Regions from separate parts of the Zea mays genome. Here regions 1, 2 and 4 are each linked to region 3. A link is a contact called in public Hi-C data. All regions are on one chromosome and are shown on one strand. The core of a region is the stretch at or near the end of the contact, and the rest is flanking DNA. Distances in the headings are between cores, read along the strand shown. Region 1 holds the start of LOC103639469 (pentatricopeptide repeat-containing protein, chloroplastic-like). Region 2 has its middle 31 kb from the start of LOC118476060. Region 3 has its middle 56 kb from the start of LOC103644961. Region 4 holds the start of LOC109939366.

The links. A called contact is a pair of places that touch in the nucleus more often than the background predicts.
Region 1: a contact with region 3 is called in a Hi-C map of ear, with 2.0 times the contacts expected there. The contact joins the promoter of LOC103639469 here to the enhancer-like site in region 3. A contact is called at or near these places in 2 of 25 Hi-C or Micro-C datasets (bundle sheath and ear).
Region 2: a Hi-C map of bundle sheath shows a contact between it and region 3, with 3 times the contacts expected there. The contact joins two enhancer-like sites. A contact is called at or near these places in 2 of 25 Hi-C or Micro-C datasets (bundle sheath and ear).
Region 4: a Hi-C map of ear shows a contact between it and region 3, with 3 times the contacts expected there. The contact joins the promoter of LOC109939366 here to the enhancer-like site in region 3. A contact is called at or near these places in 3 of 25 Hi-C or Micro-C datasets (ear, endosperm and tassel).

Annotation. Positions count from the first base shown.
Region 1 is chr1:151,399,918-151,404,950 of Zm-B73-REFERENCE-NAM-5.0, forward strand. LOC103639469 (pentatricopeptide repeat-containing protein, chloroplastic-like) reads left to right here and starts at 2,196. Exons shown (of 4, transcript XM_008662223.4): 1 at 2,196-4,650. The coding sequence starts at 2,699.
Region 2 is chr1:151,333,152-151,338,437 of Zm-B73-REFERENCE-NAM-5.0, forward strand. No RefSeq gene overlaps it. Among protein-coding and RNA genes, the nearest start is that of LOC118476060, 31 kb to the left of the region's middle. Within about 2 kb of position 2,645, at least 20 of the 20 cell types and tissues checked have an H3K27ac peak or open chromatin away from gene starts, as enhancers often do. A contact at or near this core is called in bundle sheath and ear, where this site is marked.
Region 3 is chr1:151,069,827-151,075,322 of Zm-B73-REFERENCE-NAM-5.0, forward strand. No RefSeq gene overlaps it. Among protein-coding and RNA genes, the nearest start is that of LOC103644961, 56 kb to the right of the region's middle. Within about 2 kb of position 4,040, at least 20 of the 20 cell types and tissues checked have an H3K27ac peak or open chromatin away from gene starts, as enhancers often do. A contact at or near this core is called in bundle sheath, ear, endosperm and 1 more, where this site is marked.
Region 4 is chr1:150,714,191-150,719,492 of Zm-B73-REFERENCE-NAM-5.0, forward strand. LOC109939366 reads left to right here and starts at 3,425. Exons shown (of 3, transcript XM_020546485.2): 1 at 3,425-3,514. The coding sequence starts at 3,483. LOC100273814 reads right to left here and starts at 3,620. Exons shown (of 2, transcript XM_020546492.3): 1 at 3,256-3,620. The coding sequence starts at 3,596.

The sequences.
Region 1 (5,033 bases), core at 946-3,445, 330 kb after region 3:
TAACCTAAGCACTTCACAAAGCACTTACGCTAATCACCGAGTGATTCTATTAAGCACTTGAGTGTATGAGCACTTGGAAATGTCTACACTATGCCTTTGTTATGTTACTTGGGCTCCCACACATTAAAATGTCCGGTTGGGGGTATTTATAGTCTCCCCCACAATTATAGTCGTTGGACAGAAGCAACAACTTTCTGTCGACAGGCGCATCGGACAGTCCGGTGCCCACCGGACAAGCACTGTTCACTGTCCGGTGCCCTGCCACGTCAGCTGACCGTTGGGGTCTGTAGCAGTCGACCGTTACCCAGACTGTCCGGTGCACACTGGACAGTTCGGTGTTACAGTCCGATGGTGCCTTGCTGCGTGTCCCTCTGTGCAACACCGGACTGTCCGGTGCACACCGGACAAGCACTGTACACTGTCTGGTGCGCCACCAGTGCGCTAGCTGACTGCCCACTTCATGGATTTCTTTGCTGTTTTCTTGGACTTCTTTTGTTCTTGAGTCTTGAACTTTTAAGCTCTTTTTGTGTCTTATTTTGAGGTGTTGCATCCTCAGTGCCTTAGTCCAATCCTCTTCGCATCCTGTGAACTATGAACATAAACACTAGCAAACACATTAGTCCACAGATTATGTTGATAATCAAACACCAAAACCTTGAGCCAAATGGCCCGGGTCCATTTTTCATACATTGATGATGATGCATCGTGTCGTTACCGTCCTGGCCCAATAGCGCTAGATTGGGACTTCCACCTTGTAGGGTTGACAGAGACTTGGTCGACCTCTCCGCTAGGGATGGCAATTTGACCCGTGGATTTGGATATCCACCGGATATCCGACCCGACGGAGCCTGATATGGATACATGTTTTGACCCGTGGGTCAGACCCGAATCCGACCCGAAGTCGGGTGGGCAGGGATTAGGATATTACATTCTATCCACGGGTTATCCGGTGGATATCCGAAATCAACCCATAGTGTATTTTTTGGCCTAGCCCATGTTACATAGTAAAGAACAAACTCTAACACAATGAACCCCACGCCTAACGCTCCCAATTTCCCACTGTTGGCCACCCCTTATAGCCTTGTTGGCTTCCTGCGTTGTGCCCCGTGGCCCTTTTCCAAGTCTCATAGACCGCCGCTGACGGTTGGCTGTTACAAGCTCTAGTGCCCCTAACCGAGGCCCGCAGGCCCATAATAATTCTTTTATTAAGTTCTAATTGTGTATGATGGTGAACTGGGAAGAAATTTGACTAATTATGCTATTGAATTGTTGAATAAATGATTGTGTCTATTATATCCGATGGATATCCGAAACCAGTCCAAAATCCAATGGACACGTGCATGGATATAAATTTCTACCCGCGGGTATGTCGCGGGCGAATATTGGTTGCAATCGCGGATGTGGTTGCGAATGGATATTTGCAATATCCGATCCGAATCCGATCCGTTGCCATCACTACTCTCCGCGAGTGGGAGTGGCTACAGCGATTCACCATCTAAGATTGTGTTCAGCGGTTCCCCCTAAATCCCACTCACGTGTCACGTCAGCGTTCTCTTCCCCCTATATCTCCACGCTCTACAGCGGTTCCCCCTATATCTTCCCTATACCTCACTATAATCATAAAATATTATTTTTCATGTCTATTCATTATCTATTCTTATTTTTTACCAACTAAGAAACACTCAAGTGCACACAAAACAACGACGAATAGTGCAAGAGGAAGCCGGCGGCTGCCCCAGATCTGTGGAGAAAGAAGGTTGCCCCCTTGCACTGTACCAGGTAGGGGGCCGTTTAGCGCCCAGATCTGTGGAGAAAGAAGGTTGCCCCCTTGCACTGTACCAGGTAGGGGGCCGTTTAGCGCGTGCCGTTATAGCTCACGCATCACCCTAAATTGCTACAGGGGTAGGAGAGGGGAGGTCGGCGGGCGTTGAAAGCAGTTTAAGCAGCCACCTGGCCACATAACCCAAGCATCCGCCACGAAACACGCCAGCTCAGCTGTGTCACGCTCATGTTTCGCCAACGTCGCCGAAGCAAAGCGCCTCCTCGTCCTCCAGACCTCCACGACTGCATGCAGGTGGGGCCACTGGGTCCAGCATGTCAGTAACTCAACCCACGAAAAAAATCTGTACGAAACGCGGTAGCTAGAGGAGGAAATGCTTCGAGGTGAATGAGGGGCCCACGCATAAAAGTCCAATTCTTTGTTCACTTTTTTTCTTGGCGTCTTATCTCTTCCCTTCTCTGCCTCGCTTCGCTTCCTACCCACGCCACGCGTGTGTTCTTGGCAGCCACCCAATCCCCGCCTCGCGAAATCAGACGCCAAATCCCCTTATCTTATCATCAAATCGATCGCCAACGGGCATGATCTGATGGCTCCCTCATCATAGCCTCTGCTGCTGCACCGCAGCAAAATGGCCCTGGTTTAGTTTAGTCCTCAAGATCCCGCCTTTCTGGTGCTCTGTTTGGCTAGTGTCGTGCCGCCGCGCGAGGACCCGGAGATTCGATTCCGGTCCGGTGTATCTCTAGGCTGCTTGGTTTGGGTTAGGATTTAGTGGGCAGGGTTGTGCAGCTGGTGTCTCGTGGAGGAAGAATTTCGTGGGAGGATTTTGACCGGGTTTGGGCAAAGAGCGCGCCGTTCGGGAGGAGGTGATTCTCGCGTGGTTGCGTGCTTTGCTGGGAGTCTGCTGCGGCCACCGCCGGTATGGCGACGCACTTCACGCCGTCGCAGGCGCACGCGGCGTCGCACCACGCGGCGCACCACCACTCGGCGGCCGCCGCGGCGGCGGTCACGGCCACGGCCACCGCGCGACTGCACCCGTCCGCGCCGCCGGCCTCGGCGTCGGCCGCGGCCGCGGCGCTGTGCCCGCCACACCTCCTCGCGGCGGCTTCCCCGGCCGCCTCCTCCTCCGCGGCGTGCCAGCCCGCCCACAGGCCTATCTTCGTTGGCCACGGCGCGCCGTGGGCGCAGCAGCCCCAGCGCACCGCGGCGGCGGCCGCCGCGCTCGGTCCGGAGTTTCGGCGCGCGCGCACCACCAAGACCATCTCCAAGCGCACCCGTGGCGGCGGCGGCGGAGGGGGCGCACAGGACCGCGGGCGCGTGTCCTCAGCCGCCGCGGGTCGCTGTGTCGAGAAGCTGCTCCGCGTCGCGCCTGAAGATAGGCGAGGGCTTGGTTCGGCCCTCTCGTCGTTTCGGGGCGAGCTACTTGGTCCTGAGGACTACTGCCAGATCCTCCGGGGGCTCGGCGACAGGGATAAATCTGCACTTCGTGCATTCGAGGTGTTCTATGCCGCACTACCCTTAGTTGGGGGTGGTGCTGTTGACAAGGGAAAACTTCTGACTGCCGCCATTGGTGCACTTGGCAAGATGGGCCGGCCAGACCTCGCGAGGAGGGCTTTTGATACTGGCATTGCAGGGAGCTATGGCAATACGGTGTTTGCGCACTCTGCGCTTATCTCAGCTTATGCCAGGAGTGGGCTTGCAACTGAGGCCATGGGGGTGCTTGAGTCGATGAAAGGTGCAGGATTGCGGCCTACCACGGTATCATACAATGCAGTGATTGATGCATGTGGAAAAGGGGGTGTTGACCTTAGGTTCACACTTGGATATTTCCGTCAGATGCTGCAGGATGGGCTCTGTCCGGACCGTAAAACATTTAACTCACTTCTTGCTGCATGTAGCCGGGCTGGGCATTTGGAAGATGCTCGCACTGTCTTTGATGAAATGATCCATCTTGGTAGTGGGCGTGACATTTACACTTACAACACATTCGTCGATGCTATTTGCAAGTGTGGCAACATGGGGCTGGCTCTGCAAGTTGTATTGGATATGGAAGCAAACAATGCCAAGCCAAATGTCGTTACATATAGTACGCTTATGGATGGATTCTCCAAACTGGAGAAATATGATGAGGCACTCAAGTTGCGTGAAAAGATGAAGTCTTTGAGAATACAACTGGACCGAGTTTGCTACAACACCTTACTGGCCATATATGTGAAGACAGGGAAATATGATGAAATTGCTACTGTATGTGAAGAAATGGAGAAATTGGGCATTGAGAAGGACACTGTTACTTACAATTCCTTGATTAATGGATATGGAAAGCAAGGACGCTTGGACATGGTCGCTTTCCTTGTTCAAGATATGCGGGCGCAAGGCGTAGCTCCTAGTGTGCTGACATACTCAACTTTGATAGATATCTATTCGAAGGCAGGAATGCATGGAGATGCATTTAATGTCTATTTGGATTTTAAGGAGTCTGGTCTAAAGGCAGATGTTGTTCTGTTCAGCTCTTTTATTGATACTTTGGCCAAGAATGGCTTGGTTGAGTGTGCTTTGTCTTTGCTTGATGAGATGATGAAGATGGGTATCAAGCCAAATGTTGTAACCTACAACACAATCATTGATGCATTTGGCAAGTCGAAGATTTTTACTGAGGAGGATTCTGATATTGGTGACATGGGAATTGTTGGGGTTTATGGTGGCCAGGTTGTAAGGGTCACTAATCCAGTGATAAGAGGAGGGCGCTCTGCCACTGATGTTAGGATGAGGAGGTCACAGGAACTATTTTTCATTCTGGAATTGTTTCAGAAGATGGTCCAGCAGGGTGTACGGCCAAATGTTGTAACATTTTCTGCGATCCTGAATGCTTGCAGGTACTCTTCATCATTTCATTGGAGACTTCAGATGCCACTGCTGTTGTAGCTCTTTGTATCGTGCCAGTGTTTCTATAAAAATACACTGTGTCAGTCGTAAATGCAACAATTGCCAATGTGTTAACCTGGACATTAAACTGTATTTTAGCAGCTTAAACTAGGTAACTTCGATTTTGGAATTATGTTTGCACTGACTAAACTTCAGCTTTCATGTATTTCATTAATGCACAAGATTACTCTATATTCTACAACCTGTATTTTTTTAATACTAGAAAAGGGTGTCCTAAATGTGTCCTTGCCTTATTCAAAAGAAAATTAATACTAGAAAAAGGTGTCCTAAATGTGTCCTTGCCTTATTCAAAAGAAAAAGCACATAAGTGAAA
Region 2 (5,286 bases), core at 1,395-3,894, 260 kb after region 3:
CCCATGTACCCGCAATTGTTACCCCAACTCAGATAATGGCATCTAACACCATGACGGATGGTCCCTGAATCAGACCCAAGAAGAAGGTTAACCTCGACAATGAAGGATATGAGTAGAAACATATATTCAGATGAATCAAGATCCACCACCCGGAATAAAAGTCTCCCTTACCTAACTTTCCCTTATCCTCCAAATCTTCTCCACACTCACCTAATAGCTAAAACCTGAGTTACCCTTGTTTTCTATGCCACACCTGCTAATGGCATGAAGAATTTTAGGTGTATAAAAATATACTAATTGGAAGTTCTACTTAGATAAAAAAATACAGATACTAGAATTTCATACAGATAAAATCAGCTTGATATGCTTAACTAAATGATATTCTTAAATATGAGTATAAAATCTAATGTGATATAAGCTAATATGATCCAATCTAGTGAGAATTACTTAATGCTGGTACAAAAGGATAAGGTCATACTCCTAATTCACTAAAGCCTAAATTGGTGACTTAGATCGACTCGGCCATACCCAACCACTTGACCTACATAACAGGATACATAACTAATCCCATCTAGCATATAGCTGCCTACTAAACCCTCTGCCTAGTTGTTACCTACTGATCTATCTTAATCTTTTGTCCCAAACCCGGATGGAGACACCAAAGCTCAAGTAGGAAGAGATCAATCTTATTAAAGAGAAATATGAGTCACGCTAGACCCCAAAGGAAGCTAGATTATGCCATAGTACACTCATTCCATATGACCTACCCACTAATCATCTGTTCTTATCTACAAGTCATCTTAATTATATATCCCTAACTTTGGTGACGATTCTAAGGCCGAAGATCGAAGATGATCGACCTCATCAAATCAAGGTAGGATAAGATTCAAGTCAGATCTTCAAAGGAATCAAGATCCACAATCTTGGATGGAGCCTTTCCTTACCGTACTCTTTCTTACCCAAACATATCTATGCTTTAAACACATCTTTTATGAAGTGGCTATACCCGTATATATACCCCTGCTTTCCTAATCACCTAATAATTTGTGATGTAAAAAAACTTTTGGTATTAAAACCAATTAGAAACTAAAATATAGACTACAAACCAAACTAGTTGCATTCCCTTTCTTATTAATCTGGAGGACAAGATTTCTATTAAGGGGGTAGGATTTGTAACACTCAATCTTAACTTGAGATTTAAGGGAATCCTTTAGATAGAAATAATAATAATAAATATAATCATCAAAATAGGTGCTCTTGAAAAAGACTGAACTTTAGAATTCACCCTCTATGAAGTAAATGCTCATAATAAAATAAGATTAGCTAATCATATCCTAATGAAGATTAGACAATCGAAAAATGTTTTCTATCAGGACAAAGGGATATGAACTTCAGAATATACCTTTTGACTTGACTACACACCCGAAATAATATACTATTGAAATAAATGTGATGTGTATTTCATGTTAAAAGCATTATCTAAAATAAAATAATATAATAAATAAAGCAACTAAATATATTAATATAATTGTTGCACATCATATTGGAGTTTTATTGGTGCACTAAACTTGAACTTAAATTTAGAACAGATTTGAATTCAAAATTGAATTGAGAAGAGAATAGAAAGAAAACAAAAAAAGAAAGAAGGCTACATATGGGACGATTCTGCTCAACCGGTTCACCTCACCTTGCCAGCCCAACATCTGCGTCGCACGCATCTGTGCCACTGCCGGCCGGGGCTCACTCGCCAGCGTCCTTCCCTTCTGTGGCGCTCCTGTGCCTGTGGTGCCTCTCTCTGTGACTGGCGGGGCCCATGTTGTCATCCCGATGCGCGCTCAACTAACACCCGAGGTCCGGTCGTGGATCTCCGTGGATCTCTGGCGGTTAGTTCGAGTGGTCCTGTGTATAAGACTGTGCCTGGGTGCGCATCTGAAGCCAGATGAACTCCACGCTTGGGTCGTGCGTCCTAACCCCTTTAACCTCATCACCGCCTGCTTGGGGAAAGGCCCGCCGTTGGCTCTGCTCTCGCCATGGCGGTTGTGGAGCCGAATTGAAGCCCTTGGACAATCGGTGGTGATTACCAAAACTGGCCACAACCTTCCACTGCGGGGAAATCCACCGTGAGGCCACTAATTTCTCGCCGTCGTTTCCCCTCCGCCGTGATTTCGCCTTGTACGTGGCTGGCCGCAACCAAGCATTGACTCATGGTAAGAAGCCTTCCTCTCGAATCACCTCGTCTTCCTCTGCGTGTAGCACGGGTTGGTGTAGGATTTGGGGCCCTGTCTCCGTCGGGCGGGGTGTGCCGGCGAGTTGCTCTGCCGCGGGGTGCTGTTCACCCCCGCTCTGCCGCATCGGGGTGGGGAAGATGTGCCGGGACCGCTGATTTGGTCGCCAACGGCCATGATCAGAGCCAGTGTGCAGTTCGGCCAAATCTTATGTGGGTCATCTGTTTGCTGATGGACGTGCGTGATCGGATGATGCGGGGGTGAATTGGGGACCCTAGATCAGGATATGTGCGGTTAGGATTTTAATAGTATGATTTTGAATCGCCACCGTCGGTTGGCAATCCTACGGGGGACATTCCATACCGGTTCGTTATGTGGACCTATTTAACCGCAGCCATGGGATCTTGATCCAACGACTCACATCACGTACCGGTTCGCTAGGGTAGTCCATCTAATCTGGGCCTTAGATCCTAAAATGGATGGCCTAGAGCCGAGCACGTTGAATCCGCGTGGTATTTTTGCAGTATGGGTCCTCAGGGTTTTCCACAATTAACCCGCGATCCCTGATGGTGATGGAATCATTTTAGAAAGGCCCTGAGTTTTGTAGGTTAGACCTTGGTGAACTCAGAAATTGTGTCCGCCATCCACCGGTCTGGTAATCTCAGAGAATAAAATCTAAAATGATTTTTAGAATGAAAATAAATATGATAAACTTAGGAAATTCATAACTTTCTCGTTTTAACTCCGATTTGACTCATTCAAATTGTGATAGATTTGTAATAAAGTTTACTACACTATGACAAACATCCCGTTGTCATATCACTTACTCTTTTAGTTAGTTATTTAATTACCCTATCTATATAGTAGATTAATATTTTATCAAAGTAGTCCGACTATGACTATTAATAACTATCGAATGACCTCTAATCAGGTTATAACCTATATTAAAATTGGAGTTAGTTATATCTTTTCTCACATGATTTATTTTAATCAACATAAAATATAGTTTCATTGATTAAATCACCTAAATCTTGGAAAAGCCATATCTTTGTAACCGTAGCTCCGAATTTAGTGATTCTCGAACCCACGATCTCGTAGCATCTCATAGATTATTATTATTCAGTTTGTACTTATGTTTGATGTGATGTTAATTTTGCCTATATCATGTTTGTCTGTATTGCTATGACTAACAGTGAGGTCACGAGTCACCTGAAGAGCAAGTTGGTACCTGGAATCTCAAGTCCCAGGCAAGTTGAGCCCTTGACCACTTTTATTACCCAATAATGTTCTTTATTATCACTTATTCATGCATAGGCTTAATTTTGATGGGACCCAATAGGTCACCCTAGACTGATTATCTTGTTACCTTGTTTACCCCTGAACTATTTGGATAGTTTTTGCTATTGCTCTATATGGTTTTGGGTTTAATATTACATTATGTTCATGTTCCAATTATACTATTATTTTATTTATTATTCATGTCAAGATCATTATTTTTAATTGGAACATGGAGCTTAACTTGAGAAACATGTGCCACCACAAGGGTGGAATGGGACGCCCTTGGCTGACTAACTAGGAAAGCTAGTGGAGGACTACCTTACCCGATAGGGGCAAGGGCAGTAGGCGTGTAGGGAGGTTCCCGGGTTGATTTTGCTGCGATGGCGGTCAGATGGGGGATTCCCGCATTGCTCTTCCTAGAAAATGTAGCGGGTTTTCTGAAGCTAGTGGAACTTTGTAAAGGCTTCGTAGTGGATCCCTAGCCATTCACCTCGGTAGTTTTTAAGGGTCTAGCTAACCCTAGTGACATGGGATACACGACTTGTGGGTACAGGGTACAACCTCTGCAGAGTGTAAAACTAGTATACTAGCCGTGCTCGTGATCATGAGCAGCTCAGGACTCTCGCATGATTAATTTATGGAATTAAATTCAATTTGTCATATGCAATTCATTGCGGGTGTTGTTATCAATTTTGATCTATTATTACTCTGGTTAGGTATCTACTTGCACTTAGTAACTACTAATAAAATTTTGACCAACTTTAAAAGCAATGCTCAGCTTTAATCATTCTCTTTGGTAAGCCTTACACTTCACATGAGCTCCCACCTTTGGCGAGTTTATGCACATTATTCCCCACAACTTGTTGAGCAAAGAACATATGTGAGCTCACCCTTGCTGTCTAACACCCCCCACAAGTCAAGAACAGGTACCGCAGGATGAGGCGCATGGAGGATGCTGAGATGTGTTCGTGAGAGGTCTAGACCGTCGTCTCCCAGTCAGCTTTGGGTTGCTGGATCGTTGTCTTCATATGATGTAATTATTTATTTATTTTATACAGAACTCCTATTATATAGTAAAGATGTGACATTTTTTCTGTACCATGAGTCATCATGTGTGTAAGACTTGGTCCTAACACACTTGGTGATTATTTCGCACCCGTGTTTTGGACCCCTAAAACCTAGGTGTGACAAGAAACGACTGTTTAACGCCTTGGGCAAGTCTTTGCCTTGTAATTCTACAAGTAGGCATTACTAGACATCACCTGCATGACCTTGTAAGGGCCTTCCCAGCTTGGCGACCACTTCCCAAACTTCCGGTCTTTGCTCCTTAGAGGCAAGACGGTCTTCCATACCAAGTCCCCTACCTAGAACGACTTAGCCTTGACCTTCTGGTTGTAAGCTTTAGCGACCATGATCTTGTCCTTTTCTATTTCTCCTAAGGTTGTCACTCTCTTGTCGGTCACTTCATCAATATTATACATCTTTGAATTATAATAATCACCGGCAGTTAGATCATTTTGCTTGGCGAACCTAACAACATTTAAACTTATCTCTACAGGCAATACTGCTTCCTACCCAAAGACAAGCTCAAACGGAGATACTTTAGTATCATGGTGTTTAGATATTCTATGAGCCCATAAAGTTTCAGACAAAATCTTATGCCAATGCTTAGGATGATCAGATATCTTCTTTTTTATTAGGCTAATCAATGTTCTATTACTAGACTCGGCATGTCCATTGGCCTGAGCATAATATGGAGATGAATTGAGCAATTTAATTTTAT
Region 3 (5,496 bases), core at 2,790-5,289:
GGGATCGACCGCAATTCCTTTTGCAGATAATACATGTCCCAGAAACTAGATTTCTTCCAACCAAAACGTGCATTTGCTGAACTTAGCATATAAGTGGTGCTACCTTAAGCGTGTTAGCACGTTCCGCAAGTGCTTAGCATGCTCCTCTTCATTTTTGGAATAGATCAGGATGTCATCAATGAAGACCACCACAAATTTATCCAACTCGGGCATAAACACCAAGTTCATTAAGTATGTGAAGTGGGCTGGAGCATTTGTCAATCCGAAAGACATGACCAAATATTCAAATAATCCATACCGCGTAGTGAATGCGGTCTTGGGTATATCTTCGGGTCAAATATGGATCTGATGACAACCTGACCTGATGTCAATCTTAGAGAATACCCGAGCTCCAGTAAGTTGATCGAATAGGATATCGATCCGGAGAAGAGGGTATTTGTTCTTGATAGTGGCCTCATTAAGCGGTCTGTAGTCCACACACATTCGTAATGTCTGATCCTTCTTCTTGACAAAAATTGCGGGACATCCCCAAGGTGATGAACTAGGCCTAATGAACCCCTTCTCAAGCTGGTCTTGGAGTTGAGTCTTGAGTTCTGCCAATTCATTAGGTGGCATTCGGTACGATCTTCTAGAAATAGGAGTCGTATCGGGCTTTAGTTCAATCACAAATTCCATGTCACACCCGGTTTTAAGGGACAAAGTCGGGTGCATCTCATACATGCGCCAAAGAAGACAACATATATAATAACAGTGTGTATAGAGATAAATGTCACAATATAATCAGAGTACTTATTACATAGCAGAAGTCTTACAAAATAAAAGGTAAATATAAAAGGATCTAAAATCCATCCTTGGTGCCAGAAAGTCAACTGGGAGACGCCACCTAGATCGAATCGAACTCCTCGTTGTGTGGCTCCTCTTGAACCACATGTTCTTCTCCTGTGGGGGGTGTGAGACAGCACGTTGTGGGGAATAATGTGCATGAACTCGCTAAAGGTGGGAGCTCATGAAATGTAAGGCTTACCAAAGAAAATGGTTAAAGCTGAGCATTGCTTTTAAAGTTGGTCAAAATTTTATTAGCAATTACTAGATGTATGTAAATACCAAACCATAATAATAATAGAACAAAATTAATAAATAATCCCATGCAAATGCAAATGACAAATTGAATTTAAGTTACATAAATTAATCATGCGAGAGTCCTGAGCTCCTCATGATCGTGAGCTCGGCTAGTATACCAGTTTTACACTCTACAGAGGTTGTACCCTGTACCCACAAGTCGTGTATCCCATGTCGCCAAGGTTTGCAAGGCCCTTAGACACTACCGAGGTGAATGGCTAGGGATCCACTACGAGGCCTTTACAAAGTTCCACTAGCTTCCGAAAACCCGCTATAGTTTATGGGAAGAGCACTTGCAAGAATCCCCCGTCTAACCGCCATCGCAGCAAAATCAACCCGAGAACCTCCTTGCATGCAACTCCCCTACTGCCCTTGCTCCTTTCGGGTAAGGTAGTCTTCCACTAGCTTTCCTAATTAGTTAGCCAAGGGGTCCCATTCCTAACTTATGGTGGCACATGTTTCTCAAGTTAAGCTCCATGTTCCAATTAAAAAATATAATGATCTTGACATGAACATAAATAATATAACAGAATAATTGGAACATGGATATAATGAAATCTTAACCGAAAACCATATAAAGCAATAGCATAGCTACCCAAATGATTCAAGGGTAAACAAGGGAAAAATGATAAACAAACTAGGGTGACCTATTGGGTCCCATCAATATTAAACATATGCATTGAATAGTGATAATAAAGAACATTATTGGGTAACAAGAGTGGATCAAGGGCACAACTTGTCTGACACTTGAGATTCCAGTTACTAGGGTGATCTTCAGGAGGAAAAAAATTTGCTGTCCGGCTATAAAACAGGATGTTTGCAGCCCCTCATAAAAAGGAGGATAGACCCCACCTGCAGATCCACTAGGTAACGTTTTATTTGTGTTATTGACTTGCGGGTGGGACCTATCCACCTTTTTGTGAGGGGCTGCAAACATCTTGGTTTGCAGCCGGCTGCAGCAAATTTTTTTCCGATCTTCAGGTCCTCGTGACCTCACTACTAGTCGTAACAATACAAACAAATATGATATTGACAAAATTAACATCACACCACAAATAAGAACAAAATGTATAACAATGATCTACGCGTTGCTAGGAGATCGCGGGATCGAGAACTACTAAGATCGGAGTCACGATTTAGGAGTTATGATTTTATAGAAGATCTGTGTGATTAAAATATTAAACTATATTATGAATTGGTTAGGATAGATCATAAGAGAGGTTATTCTCTAAATAATTATCTCAACTTTAATCTAAGTTATAAATTGACCAGAAATTATATTTTGGTAGATTATAATGATAAGTAGATTAACAAGACTAACCAACATAAGTTAAATAAAAGTCTAATCATAAAAGAATAAGCTATGGTATAATAAATGTTGTTATTGCATAGTACATATTTATACGGAGCTAACACAACTTGAACGAACCAAATCGGAATTAGAACTAAGAACTTATAAATTTCCGGAGTTTTTGAGTGTTGGATTAAAAGAAACTAAGTGTATAATTTCTAATCTATGTTTCATGACAAAACGAGGTTACTAAGTGATAAACAATATTATTATGAATTATTGCAACTGGAAGGGATCAATTCAGAGTTAAAATGAATTTTCCACGAATTAAACAAGTTTTTAGATTTATTTTAATACTAAAAATCAATTTCTAGGATTTATTCATGAATTTTAATAGAATTTGGACCGAGCAAACAATATTCCGAGAGCTCAGGGTTCCAAATATAAATACCAGGACCAAACCGTGAGGTTTCTTCAATAGACGCAAACTGCGGGTTAAATAAAAACAACGACAGGGGCTCTTTAAGAAATTTCCACAACCGAAGGGGTACGGTGCACTATGAGCCGCCAGATCTAAGTTCAACGGTTAAGATTAGATTCAGTTTTATAATCGAACCGGTATACCGCGGCCACCCGATTTCCATCCAACGGCCCAAAGTAGATCGCGAAGAGGTACGCGATGCAGACCGTAGGATCCAACCCTACGGTTAGGATTTTGTACTAGCCGATCCAATCTCATACGCCCATCCACGATCGGACGAACCAGATCGGTTTGGCCGAAACGGTACGCGCGAGCCGATCCCAGCCACACATCCACGGATCTACGGTGCACGCGTGTCTTCCCAATCCCGCGCCCAGACACCAACCAAGCGGCGGCGCGCCAACGTTAGCGCGATGGCGCCCATGGCCGCCGAACCCACCACTACGCCTGGATGCACTACGCGGCAAATTGAAGGTGCTATATGACGCTAAGACCAACACGAACAAGATGGGACGAGATTCACCGGAATTAGCACGACGAAGACCACTGGTCACGGCGTAGAGCGGCTCAGGCGCGCCCTCCAACCACTGGCGAGAAATTCGCTTCACCCTGCTCCCCAATCGTGCCAGCCGAGGGAACCACACGCACCAGAGTGCCTCAACGAAGGCTCCCAACCCCTAGCCGAGGCCGAGGCGACGGTCAGAGCACTAGTTCACGGCGACGACGTCTTCCAGCTCTCCCACGCGGCTGCAAACAGCGGAACGCCAAACTCCAGCCCGAGCTCCCAAGAGTTGGCATGGAGCGAATACGAGGGGCGAGGGGAGGTCCGGCGCTCGAGATTTATACACAAGCCGCACCAAGTCCGCGCCCCAGGGTGCCATTATCGGGCGACCAGCTCGACCACGGGGGTTGAGACTGGGCTGACAGTACTGCTTATCTAGCCCCACCCGTAGACGGCTAAGAGAGGAATCATGGTAGCTAAAACACGGGTAGAAGAGATTTCGGCAATCGGTCGTAGGCGTTGAATCTCGGATCGATACGCGCTCAGCTGAGTTTGTTGGAGGGAAGCAGATGATTCCGACACTCTGGACCCACGTGAAAGCGAGGGAAGTCAACCAGAGCGCGCCACCTGAGACTGCCCACAGGGGCCCAGTCGTCAGCGCCGTGGGGAAGGTTGGGTAGCGGGTCGCGCAATAGAGAAGGGAAATGGGCCGCTAGCGTGGATGAGGCCCAACGCGAGTTTCCCCCTTTTCCTTTTTCTTTTAATTTTATTTTCTGTTTTTCTTTACTCATAATTCATTTGAATTTAAGTTTTGAATTCAACTTAAGTGTAAATTCAGTTTCATGTTAACTATGCAATCTGGTCACACTATCATGTGGTGAAGTTTATTTAATTATAATATTGTTTTATATTGAATAATATTTCTCGCCTTCCTTCTCTATTTTCAATTCCTTTCATATTTTGTATTTCTATTTTGAATTCAAATTCACATTTTGAATTAAATGTAAACATAGTTCAAACTTAGAGTACATTTAAGTGCTCAAACAAAAGCTCCAACTTGTTATACATAGTTTACTTTGTTTTATATCCATTATTTACTTTGTCAAAATGAGATATTCCCATATTATTCCTTTTTGACATTACAAAATTTCTAATTTGCAAACTAGGTCTTAAATCCAAATGTGAATATTAATGTATTTCTACTAACATTATTATTATTACTGTTAAATGCACACATAAATAAACTCCCACATGATGCAATAGATTTATGTTTATTTTAATTATTTTATTTATTTGATAGATGTTAGAAATATGAAACATTCTCCTATTGTTTTCTTTCTTTTTAGAAAAGAAATAGTATTTTGAATGTGGGACAATGAGTAAAAGTTACTTCAAAATTTAATATCCTTGTAGATAAATGTTTATGGTGCATCATTTAATGATATGCATAATTATTTAGTTGAATAGAAAAACTTTTCTATTACTTCTTTTCTAAAATAATTCTTGGTTTTCAAAATTTAGTTCTCAATTTTCAATACTCAAGTATATTTTGAGATATCCGAATTTACTATTTCATTTCTTCATGTGTTTATTTTATTATTATTATAGTTTTTTTATACAGATTTTGGGCCTTATATTCCATATCCCTTTCCGGAGGCAACCCAGGTAAGTCTTTAGGAAAGACATCCGGGAATTCACATACCACCGGAATATCCTGGATTTCTTGCACGATAGCTTCATAAACTTGCCCAGATGGTTTGACGGGGACAGCTACAGGGATAGACAATTGAATCTCTTCATGGCCATGGCTCAATTTGATGGTCCTTAAGTCTGTATTGATGATGGCCTTATGTTGGGCCAACCAATTCATGCCCAAGATTACATCTATGTCTTAACCATTTAAAACAATCATGTTGGTAGGAAATTCCCGTGCGGCTAACGTTATTGGTATGTGGAAGGCTACTTCCTTAGTAAATATCTATCCCATATGTGAGTGGATAATAAACCCTTCCCTTGATTCAGTGCAAGGAATGCAATGCTTTTCCACAAAATTCTTGCTTATGAAGGTATGTGATGCACCAGAATCGAAAGAGAATAACTGAT
Region 4 (5,302 bases), core at 2,175-4,674, 360 kb before region 3:
TAAATAGCTTGGTCTCCCCTTGCCAGAGGGCTTTTATTAAAGGAAGATTTATCCAGGATAACTTTATGCTTGTCCAGCAGACTTCAAGATTGTTGCATCAGCAGAATAAGGCCAGTCTTCTTTTCAAGTTAGACATTACAAAAGCTTTTGATTATGTGTCTTGGCCCTTTTTGATTGAAGTTATGCAGCAAATGGGTTTTGGGCAGTTTTGGAGAGATATTATTTGTGGTTTACTTGGATCCTCTTTCACTCAAGTTCTTCTCAATGGTTGTCCAGGCAACAGGATTCAGCATAGAAGAGGCTTGAGGCAAGGAAACCCCTTATCCCCAATGTTGTTCATCCTTGTCATGGATGTGCTTGGTCTTCTTTTTTCCAAGGCCGAGGAAGCTGGATTGTTGCAGCTTCTATCTAATAGGAAGAAGCTTCACAGGATTTCAATTTATGTTGATGATGTGGCTCTATTTTTGCACCCTACTCAGGAAGACATTTCCATTTCTCTGGAAATCCTTGAGTTGTTTGAGGATGCCTCTGGCCTTCGCAACAATGCTCAGAAGTCCAATATTTTCCCTATCAGATGCTCCCAGCACACCATCCTGGAGGTCCAAAATTGTTTGCCATGTGAAATTGCTTCCTTTCCATGCAAATATTTGGAACTCCCTCTTTCCTTACGAAAGTTGAACAAAGACCAGTTCTTACCCTTGGTGGACAAAATTGCTAATAAGCTCCCAAATTGGAAGACTGGCCTGATGAACAGGGCAGGCAGAAGGGTATTAGTTCAGCACGTTCACACTGGTATGTCAGCTGCTATGCCAATTGATTTTCCTAAATGGGCCATTGTCGCTATTGACAAGATTAGAAGAGGCTTCTTGTGGACAGGTAGAAAGGAAGCAAAGGGTGGGCATTGTATGGTTGCTCAGGGAAAGGTTTGCATGCCTATGAATTTGGGAGACTTGGGAATCTCGAGTTTCCCAGAGCTGTGCTGGGCTCTCCGAATGAGATGGCTCTATGGTTGAAGAAAACTGACCCTACCCATCCATGGGCTGATCTTCCAATTAAGGTGCCATGTAAAGCCAAATCCTTCTTCTCTGTTGTGCTGACCACTGTAATTGGTAATGGATCTAATACCTTATTCTGGGTGGACAAATGGATCAATGGAAGAAGTGTCAGACTTTGCCCCAAGGCTGTTTAGCATAATCCCAAAAAGAATAACCAGCAAAAAGAACTGTGCAAGAAGGCCTGCTAAATAGGAGGTGGATTGGGGATATTAAGGGTGCTCTAACGGTGGGAGCCTTAGCGGACTATCTGCACCTCTGGAATGCTCTCTCAGTTCTATTTTTGCAGCCAGATATTGAGGATAAACATATTTTCTCTATTGCACCTAATGGCAAATACTCTGCGAAAGTTGCTTATAGTGGTCTATTCTATGACTTGTGTTTTTGCTCACCACAAGCAGATATGGAGGTCTTGGGCTCCCTCTAAATGTCGGTTCTTCTTGTGGCTGGTAGCTCAAAATAAATGTTGGACTACAGACCGTCTTGCAAAAAGAGGCATGAATCATCCAGTCAGATGCCCTCTCTTTGATCAAGACTTCAAAACTATCATCATATGCTGGTATCCTGCGTTTTCTCTAGAGTCTTTTGGTACATCGTCTTAAGGTTTTTTGGCCTGCACAGTTTAGCACCTCAACAAGGAGATATCAGTTTTTTGGGCTGGTGAGAAAGGGCTTCAGATCAGGTCACGGGTTTGAGGAAGAAAGGGTTGGATTACCTCCTCTCTCTCTTGGAGCGTGGTTGATCTGGACCCATAGAAATAGAGTGGTTTTTTGATGGAGTGGCTCCTAACCTCTCTCTTCTCCTACAGACTGCACATGAGGAGAGGGAGAAGTGGCAAGTGGCTGGTGCCAAGGGATTATCCTTCCTGGCTGCCCCGCTCTCCACTTCTTAGGGTCAGATTCAGATCTTCATAGGGTGTGTGTGGCTTATCCTTTCCTTATGGATTGTTTTATGTATGCTTCTGTGTGGCCTCCCTTCCCTTCTGTAAGGGTGCCTTGTATCCGGGGTTCTTTTCCCCTTCCCTTCTGCTATAATATATTGGAGTGCAGTTCTCCTGCGCTTTTCGAGAAAAAAATGTCACAAGAATATAGGTTTAGAGCATGCATCATTTGGACGTAGTTTTAAATGCAACCTGATTCCCAACCCAACCTAGGAAGGTAATACAACACAGCCATGCCCTTAAAACCATGTCTAGCAGTTAATTTCCTATGTTATGCAAAGCATAGAACCCTCAATCCATTCAGGTTTTGGATGAACACAGAAATACTGAGAAGTGAAGTACACAGAACAACAGTAAATGTACATTTTTCCTATTGCTACATTCAGGATATGTGATGTGCTTATGTACATCATGAAACAAACACCTAGTAAGCAAGAAGACTACACTCATCAGACAAACTTGTGTTAGGTTAGAAGCACCCTGGTCCCAGATTAAGGAGCAGAATTGCATCCAAATGATGAATATGAACAATGCAAACCCTCATCAACATGAAAACATGGTAGACCAGAAACTGCCTATGCGCCATCTAAACTCTAGAGGCAACAGTCAAGTGCAGCCAGAACCCCCAATCCAGTTTATTAACATCAGGATCAACTGCAATCTCAGTGCAGTTGATTCAAAATACCCTATTTGCATTCTAGCCCATCCCTGCTGACTTTGGATCCCTAATCAGACCACAAAAACTGAGTACAGGACATTGTTACACGCCAAAAGAAATCTCTTTGCATATACATTTGACTAGTCGGTATTTTCCCTGCAACAGCCACCATTTCTTTTTCGCCACCAGCATCCTTGTTGCATCGCAGGCCAACATATACCGGTGCATAACAATAACACACCAGAACTGTTTGCCGCGGATTGGATCAGTATTACCATTCCCAACTCCATGGCAGATTGGCAGACGACCCTTGCGTCCCTTGATCCAACCCAGGAACCAAAAGCAGAGACGGCCGCCGTATCCTCCGCCAAACCAAGCTATCTGCACGGCGACCTAACACGCTCGCCTTGCACACCATCGACACCGACACATAGATTCGCCGTGCCAACCCAGCGCGCCGGCGCCGAGGGGGAGCCAGATCCGAATGGCCAAGGCAACCGAAAGGGTAAGTTTTTTTTCCCAAAACGCGAGCAGGCGCGTAGCGGTGTAGGGTCAGGCGCCGGGAAAGGAAGTAAGAATCTGGGGTACGAAGAAGGGGAGCTCACCGCGCCGGAGATGAAGGGGACTTGCGCCGCCGCCGAGAGGGAGGGCACCGAGGGTAATTCGTTTTCGATCCGTGTGGGGTGGCGTATTTGCGGGGACGCCCTTTTAAAGGCCCGCCAAGGCTATTCGCGAGCGAGTGTCCGGTGCTTGTCGGGGGCTCTGGGCGTCTGGCGCTGACTACGGACCACAGAGCCACGGAAGAGAAGAGGCATGACCGCATGAGCTGTCCATGTCTTTGCAGGCTTTCGAGAACAAACAGAGGTAACAAAGCACACAACCTTAACTCGCCCTTACACAAGATTGAAAATTCCTTAACCACGAAGATGAAATAAATATATAGCATTTTTCAGAAAAACACAAACAGAGACGTCACATCAGGATTTAAGGGTAAATCCGGCCGCGTATTAAGGATGTGTTTGGTTGCGAGTCAGGACGGGATGGAACAGGACGATCCCACACACTAGACTGTTTGGTTGGGAGTCAAGGTTCAGATGAGACCGTCCCTACAAAAATATTATCACTAGAATATTGTCCATGTTCGTCCCTCTGAATCAGACGGATAATATCGTTCTTCTCGGGACAAGGCACCTCACGAGCCCTTCTCATCCACATCAGATCTAGCGCCGCCTCCTTCATCCCGCTGGCCGGCGAGCTCCTCAGCGCGGTGAGTCCTCTTTCCCCTCTACTCTCCTCTTCCCCTATGCTCTCCTCTTCCTCCAATCCTGCTGACCGGCGAGCTGCTCAGCAGGGTGCGGTGAGTCGCCTATCCTCTGCTCTCATTTTCCTCCTTTATCCCGCTAGCCGGCGAGCTCTTAAGAGCCAGGCGCGGTGAGTTCCTTTCCACTCTGCTCTCTTCTTCCCCTCTGCTCTCTTCCGCGTGGTGAGCCCGGCGCGGCGAGCTCTTCCCCCACAGGCTCGTGACCAGCAGACGCATCAGGATCAGGCTCCATGGACAACAGCTCTCCGACCCCTTTCTGATGCCTGATGCTTGGTGTAGTCGTGTAGGTGAGAGAGGGAGAGAGCCATGCTACAGCCGGCCAGCATCAAGGAAAAGTTCTTGTCAACTTGTACAGCAGTTCTTATTGTTTAGCCATGTAGCTGGTGCCTGGTGTAGCCGTGTCGGTGGTGTAGCATCCTTTATTTTTTTATCAAATCTACGACATACTCATCCACAAGCTATTGCTATTATAAATTAATCTCCTTATTAGTGAACTTAGCATCAGTTCTTGACTTACAAATCTACGGCATACTCATCGTTTATGGTTCTTGACTTACAAATGTACGACAGTTCTTGTCAATTTGTGTTTCTTGCGCTACTGAATTGTTTTTAGACTTGAGTAATGTAAATAATTCTATGCAAATAGTGTATGTAGATCATAATGTATTAATATGCAGATCGTAATTGCTATTAGTTCCTTTATATTTTGTTTGCATGAACACTTGATTGTACACCTATATATCAATTCTACATGATTGTTGTCTTTTTGGATTTGATGCTTACATGTAGATGGATAAGAAGACCAAGGTTATAGTTTGTGTTGCTGATGCACATAAGTTACTGTCAATGATGGCTATGATTATTCATTCTAGAAAAAGAAAACGAAATGCAAGGAGGATAGGGATTACCTATGCACCAATGCATGAAAGGGATAGAGTTATAATTGAATATCTCAACACAAAGATTTGGAGGGATGACACAACATGTATAAACATGATTAGAATGAAAAGGGCTTGTTTCTTTCACCTAACTAAACATTTTAGAGAGCGTGGTTTACTTTAGGACACTATCCATATGTGTGTTGACCAACAAGTGGCCATGTTTCTAAATACAATTGGGCATAACCTTAGAAATAGGTTGATTGGCACGAATTTTGGTAGATCTGGGGAAACAGTTAGTCGTTGTTTCAGTAAAGTTCTTCGTGCAATTGGTGAGCTACGGGGGGAACTAATTAGGCCACCTTCATTGGAACTCCAACCAAAATATCAAGGAACTACAGATGGGATCCGTACTTTAAGGTGTGAAACTCATCACTATTTTATTTTCAGGTC